Regions from separate parts of the Anser cygnoides genome. Here region 1 is linked to region 2. The links are chromatin contacts, called in public Hi-C maps. All regions are on one chromosome and are shown on one strand. The core of a region is the stretch at or near the end of the contact, and the rest is flanking DNA. Distances in the headings are between cores, read along the strand shown.

What was found. A called contact is a pair of places that touch in the nucleus more often than the background predicts.
Region 1: a contact with region 2 is called in a Hi-C map of liver, with 3 times the contacts expected there. The contact joins two enhancer-like sites. A contact is called at or near these places in 2 of 7 Hi-C or Micro-C datasets (both in liver).

Annotation. Positions count from the first base shown.
Region 1 is chr2:82,964,230-82,967,581 of Taihu_goose_T2T_genome, reverse strand. No RefSeq gene overlaps it. Among named protein-coding and RNA genes, the nearest start is that of KDSR, 5.9 kb to the right of the region's middle. Within about 2 kb of position 1,866, at least 1 of the 3 cell types and tissues checked has open chromatin away from gene starts, as enhancers often do. A contact at or near this core is called in liver, where this site is marked.
Region 2 is chr2:82,242,229-82,245,707 of Taihu_goose_T2T_genome, reverse strand. The region is part of intron 2 of RNF152 (ring finger protein 152); the gene reads left to right. Among named protein-coding and RNA genes, the nearest start is that of RNF152, 43 kb to the left of the region's middle. Within about 2 kb of position 2,062, at least 1 of the 3 cell types and tissues checked has open chromatin away from gene starts, as enhancers often do. A contact at or near this core is called in liver, where this site is marked.

The DNA.
Region 1 (3,352 bases), core at 617-3,116, 720 kb before region 2:
CTTACAATGCCAGATACAATGGCCTGGCTGAGCCTGAGCTCGGTTGGAATTCTGATGTTTTAATGAATTAATCACAGCCATGAATTGTGTGCAACCAAACTGCAAAGTGACAACTCTTCCCTTTCTACACCTGCTCTCGTTTTGGTGTTGATTTTTCTATTCAGATCCAGCCTTGCTCTGCTGCTGTAATTAAGAAATGTTTTGTTTCACCTGCCTGAAAGCCTCCTGCCAAAGGTGCACGTGTCAGCTGCCAGTACAGAGACAAGCAGGTGGCCTGATGGCAAAACTTGTGTAGCTGCAGAACAGCTACAGGGGTAGGTGCTGCAAAGCTTTCTTCATCCAGCATTGCTAGCACTGAGAGGTGCATGGTCGTCTGAGGTTTAGATCGGCTCAGTCCAGCCAGGAGCTACCTTCTTGGAGCTTCTATGCTGGTTTTGGACAGATGATGTGGTACTTCCTGGGCAGTCATGAAGGGGGAAATGTGCCTGTGGAGAAGTGCACAGGGTGACAGATGCTGGTCTGTGCTGCAGCTCTCCCGCAGCCAGCACAGAGGGAAAATGACCAGTGAACGACCACCGCAACTGCTGTTCTGCACTACACTACAATGGGTTTTCTGGTTCTTTTTGCCTGGGGTGTCAGCTGTGAAAAGTGTTCTGCAAGCTTTACAGGTATCAGGCTCGTTCTCTTGGGTCTGCATCTAAAGCATGCTCATTTCTTTGCAGCAGGTACTAGAAATGGGCGATGCCTCTTAGAAGAAGAGAGAGGTTTTGATCAGGATTTTCCTTTGATCTGAAGTTAATTGACAATCTGTGCCTGCCCTTTTCCTGTTGCTTTTGAGTTTTCTCCACCCCCTCTCTTCTTTTGCCCAAGCAGTTCCCTCAGTTCCTTTTTGTTTTTTTTCGTTCAACTTATTCAGTCCTTCACGCATTTTTCTCTCAAATGGAAGATAAAGAGCAGTTTCCTTTTAAAAATCCTATTTCAAAGCATGTTCCTATATTTCTTCAACTTTTCTACCAAAGCAAGCTTATATGTAGCAGAACAAAAGCTGATGTTCTCCATGATTCTTCCCTTTTTCCATTCAAAGCTATAAGGAAAATCCATACACGCTGGGCTTTTACTGGCTGGTATTAGGATGGCAATGATCTGTGTCATTAGGGGATGGAAACAGACTTGGAGAAGTGCAAGCAGCTCTGAAGTACTTTGTGGCAATCGCGAGAAGAGCTTGCAGGTGGAGGTTTCCTTGCATTCAGTGAGCTGTTTTATACTTGTTTCTTGGGTTAGAGGAGAAGTGAGCGAAGTACAAGAGATCTTCTGAGTTTCCATTGCATAACAGCAGCTTCTGTGCAGCAGATGCCAAAGATAATGGATCAGGGACTGATAACAAGGGCACGTGTTGTGTAATTTTATCCAAGAAACAAACACCAGTCTCTTGCCAGTGCTGTGTATGTCAAGTGCATTACCTGGAACTGGAAACAGACCTAATTCGTGTCAAAAGATTGAGCAAACCAAGTTCTCTGAATTGCTTTGAAGAGAACCTGGCGTGAACCCGAAGGAAGTAACTTCAGTTCTTCTAGTTTTTGTTTTGTTTTTTTTAAGAGTGCAGCTACAAAGCAAAGGCAATGGGAGAGTATATAAAGTTTTACCACATGGTGCTATGGGGGCAGCCAAGCAGCTCTAGAAATGGACAATGTTGTCAACCAGAGGTAAAAAGATCTCCAGAGTAACGCAGTAGCTTTACAAGCACTGAAACTACCTGAGAACATCGCTTACAAAAGTTAAGTTTAAAAGAAACCAGAGGCTTGCCAGGACTGCAAATCATTAACTCGTTCTTTTGCAATAAGATTCAGTCACATGCACATAATAGAAATGGCTGGACTGAATGGCTTGGGGTAGCATAACTGGTAGCTTAAGCCAGAACTAGATCAAACTCATGAAGTTTGGGACCTGTCAATCTTCAAAGATTACCTCTGTGGTACCTTTAGCAGAGGTTTGGGTGGGAGCAACTTCAAAACCAAATTGCTGAGCAGGAATCAGGTAGAAAGAAAGTACCCGGCCATAAGCTGCTGGGTGTATAATTACAAAAATGCTCCATCTGGCTAAAATGTGAAAGTATTCATGAGAATGTACATCCAGCCAGGTAATAATGATGCTAATGGGTGAGAGGCTGCCTCTGAAGAAAAGCAAAATACGATGCAGATAGTGCTGAAGCAATGTGATTAGCTTCAGTCATAATTCCTGAATGATGTAACTGAGAACAGACAGGAAAGGCCTTCTCCCTTGGCTGTGTATTCAAGATTAACAATCTGAAAACCTAAAAGCATAGTGATCAAGGATCTTGTTTCTCCAGATACTAAATTCTGTGTTAAAGCTCTGCCATGGTACTACAAGAAGAGCGTACAGCTGCTAGCTGCTTGTCACAGCAGCGGTGGATTTCCTGGAGAGGCAGGCAGGGAGTAAGGAGAGGAAACCCTGGTAATCTTTATGTTGCTGTTCTCATGGAAAAAAAATAAAAATAAAAATTATTACCCATATGCACCACAGTATTATAAAACAAGGGGATGAGGGGCTCCCTAGGTCTGTAAGACTCTCCCTTTCCTCTTGTTACCCAGCTAACCTGATGTCAGACAGAAGGGAGGTAGGTGCCACCCCACAGTAAGCTCAGCACTGGCAGCATCTCCTCTCGCACCCTCCTGAAGCCCAGGGAGCCCTGTTAAAGCACTTCTCTGCTCCCCCGGGATGGCAGGTCCTTGCCTTGTGCACTCAGCAGCTCTTTTCTTCCCTGGTGCAGCTGGGAAAGGGGGCAGCTGCTAACAGGATGGGGAACTGTGAGGGGGGACCGGGGCTGTGGCATCTGATCCTATGGGCAAAGCAGGAAAGGCTGTGCTGCAGCACTGAGAGGTGGAAGGTTGCAGGGGGAAGGCATGGAAAGCCAGAGAGTGACATATATCACATCTTAAAATGTTGTAAGAACGGCTCTACATCCCCATTTTAGGATGAAGACCTGCAAAACACAAAGAGAAAGCTTTCTGGAATAAAGACTGGAGCATGCCTGCTATTAGAAGAAAATCGCTTTTTTGTTAGGAACGAAAACATACTCTTAACCAGCAGTCTGGGTATTGTAAATAGTGGAGAAAATCATACTTGCTACACCTGAGGAGGAGGAGATTTTGGTGCAACTATATTTTCAAACTCACAAGTGTGGTGCGTCTGTTTGTAAAATGCATTTCCCCTGGAGTAGGTCCCCGGGGGCTGGGCGCAGTGCGGCTGGGCAGGCAGCGAGGCGATGGGTGTGCGGTACAGTGCGTCACACCTTCTGTCAGACCAATGCACGCTGCACATCTCCGGAGCTTCG
Region 2 (3,479 bases), core at 813-3,312:
AACTATATATTTGGGGATGGTGGCATTTTGTAAGTCTAATAGCAAATTCTTGGGGGAGGAAGGGAAGAATATTTTAATTAGGTTTCTCTTCAGGTATCAGGCAAATTCAGTCAATGGCAGATGAAGCATAAAGCTGTAATGGGAGAGCAAAATTTGTCACTTCATGGTCTCTCTCAGCATTTTGAATAACACAGAATCCTGTCATGTAGCCATAAATGAAAATCTCTTTTAGAAAGAAGATGCTGCATTGCAAATAAAAGCTTTTACTGAGAGTGAGCTTAATGACCATAGCCTTACTCTTTGCTTGGGCAAAGCTATGAAGATGTGGTATTTTGGCCTTAGTGGCTTAATTTGTGACCTCGCTTTAAGTTAGGGAGGCTACTTCTAAATCTGTCTTTGCCAACCATCTGCTCCTTATGTCCTGGCCATCAGTTACTACTGGTGTTGCTTTTATTAAGGGAGTGAGGGGTAGATAGCTCTTCTTATGGCCCCTCACCCCCATTCCTCTTGGTGCCAGCTTGAATGGCAAACAGTTTCGTCACTTGGTAGTGGAGAAACCTGGCTGTTAATTCCTATCACCCTAGGGTTTACAAGTGTGTCAGGCATAATTAAGAGCAGCCAACAGATCTGAAGAAGTGCTAATGGCCGTGTGAGATTTGCAGTGAGAAAGGCTATAAAAATGAGCACAGTCTCTTGGGATGTTTTGAACCCTGGAGATTTTGTTTATTTCCAAATTGAGAGGGAACCTTTTAGAATCCTGTGCGGGGCAGTTCCCAGATTTGGGATGCCTAATAACCACAGTCAGGTCTCTCATCCTGTCAGAGAATCACAGAGTGGTTTGTGTTGGAAGGAACCTGAAAGATCACCTGTTTCCAACCCCATGGGGAGGGACACCTCCCACCAGACCAGGTTGGTCAAAGCCCCATCCAACCTGGCCCTGAACATTTCCAGGCATCCCTGTCAGTGCACCCCTCATTCAGGACAAGAACTGCCAAGACTTATGGACAGCAGAAATGGTGAGGAGCACCATCACACTCCTCCTGGCCTGGGCAGCACTGCACATGGGGTCTCCTGCACTCCCCCAGGCTGGGGGAAGCCCAGGAGCCTGTGAGATTTAGGGACCTGTAGCTCTGGGGCAGCTTGACAAGTCACCCTGTCAAAAAGCCACAAACCTGGAAGCCCTGGGCTGGTGAGGACCAGGTCAGGCTCCACAGCTTGGGCTCCACATCCAACCGCGTGGAGGGCTGTTGAGGGGCTGGATGGGCAGAAGAAATGTGCCTGAAATGGGCATGTTTCTCTGGAATATTTTTATTTGAAATAGCATTTCCCACAGGAAAACACCTCGCTTGAAACTTGCTGGTGAGCATGGTTGTTCTGTTTTGACTCAGCAGTAAGAATCTGTGCCCGTCGTTTGCTGACCAGGCACATTACAGGTGATTAGTAGTGTTTGCTGTTGGAACAAAGTGCAGTTTATCCTGATCACATTTGACCAAAATAAGGTCTTTGGAGCTGGGGAGTGTGGACGTGTCAAAGTTTGCAGATAAAAGGAGGGAGCAGCAGAGCTGGTGAGGTGAGATGGAACAACGTGCAGCCAAGTGAGTCTCTCTCTGTTTTCTATAAACACTGAAGGCTGGTGTTTTCACCGGATCCATTCTTCTCCAAAAATGTAAACTTCTGCGTGTAATTACTTACATTCCTGTGGGGGACCTTTGTTTCTCCGTCTTCTGTTGTTACGGCTGGCTGGTGATGATTTCTGAGGTAAAGGTGGTGGGTTAATACCTTGCACTCAGGCTCCCTTCTCGTGCTCCACGTCTGATTGCATGGCTGCCAGAGAGGCAGGAGGCTGGCCAGCTGTTGTCCTGATTGATCTGTGCCATTGAGATCACCCACAGCAGATTCCCTATCAGCACGGATCCTCTGGCACAGGTTCGTAGGATGTTGTAGGCTCATATTTCACAGTTTCACCCAGCTTTATTTTCTGTGGCTTTACACATCTGGGAGTATGTATGCTTGGTTCTCATCTTGCCAAGGGCTGGATTTCTTGGCAAGGGCTGGGCTAAAGCTGAAGGAGCAATGTCAGCTTGCACTCGCTAAGGATTTGGCCAAATTAAAATGCGTTTTTGCTCTGAAATATTTCTGTGCAATTGTGAATAACCAAATAGAAAGAATAGTGGCTGTAGGCTGTCTGTCTCAGGGGAAGGTGCCCAGAAAATAAGTAATTCTGGAGAGAAGAATGGGTTCACTTTGTCTTATTGTTAGCTTCATGTTCCTCAAAATGCAGACAGTCTCTCAGTTGCAGTTTTCGTGATGGATAAGCTGTGTCTGTGGAGATGCTTTAAAACTTCTGGATCACAGGCTTTCGTGGTTTCATGGTCCATGGAAAAGCTGGTATGTTCGGTGAAAGCCACTGAAAACCTTGGGCAGACCACAGAGATACTGCCACCTTGGAGAGACTGGGAGAAATGCGTGGTTTACTGAGCCTTATTGATTCTCTGTTTGGGAAAAAAAAGAATCTTTCACCCCTGTCCAGTGGCTCAAGAGGTGAGAAGTGGAGCTGCCACGAAGTTTTCCAGGAGCTTTGAGGCAACCTGGGTGGTGCTTGCATGACCTTGAACCAACTGCTTCATCTCTCAGCACTTCTTTTCTTAGATGATGAAAGGATATAATAATGATAACACTTCTCTCTTAACAAGGGTGTTGTGCTGAATAAATTAATTAATCTTTGTACTGTTTTCAGTTACTATGGTAATTAGTGCTAAAGAACAGCCTAAAAATAAATAGGATCATTTAGTGAAGGATATTCAGGGGAAATCAGGTAGTACGTCCTGCATGTTTGCAACAGCCCCGGTACATTTAGTACAAACAAATCTGTTGAAAACATTAATGGATGGTGAATTTTGTAGCAGAAATGCTCCCAAATATTAGATATGTTTCTTCCTATCCACTATCAGTTTGAAGTGACTGCAGCAGCCATTTCCTTCCATATTTTTGGGCAGATGATTCTTGCAATTAGTTTCCCTATAGAGATGAGTGCCCACTCCGCGCCACTCCCCCCATCTCCTTTCCAGCCTAAGGGCACCCAAAACGAATGGATCTTTCTTCGTCGTAAGTCATACATACTCGGTAATACCGTCAGAGAATGCTTAATGTGTTTGGGGAGTTTGCGTAATGAACCTTCCTTGAGAAAGGTGAAGTGTCGTCAGTGCACTGCCTTGCTAAAAGTCTGTTATTAACCTTGCCATGCAGTAGGTACAGCATGCCTAAATACGTGCATATGTCTGTGCAGAGATTTTGAGGCTTCCAGTGAATGCCCTGGAGCCAGTCTGTAAAAATGGGATATGATATTTAATCTTCTGAGAATTGTATTAAATTCCACAGGCATCATTAAAATATATTTTTGTGGCGTTCACGTTGATATAATTTTGGGCCCTAATAAGTTAGGATGTATGTGTGGAGATAGTTCTTCATTCTCCAGTGGA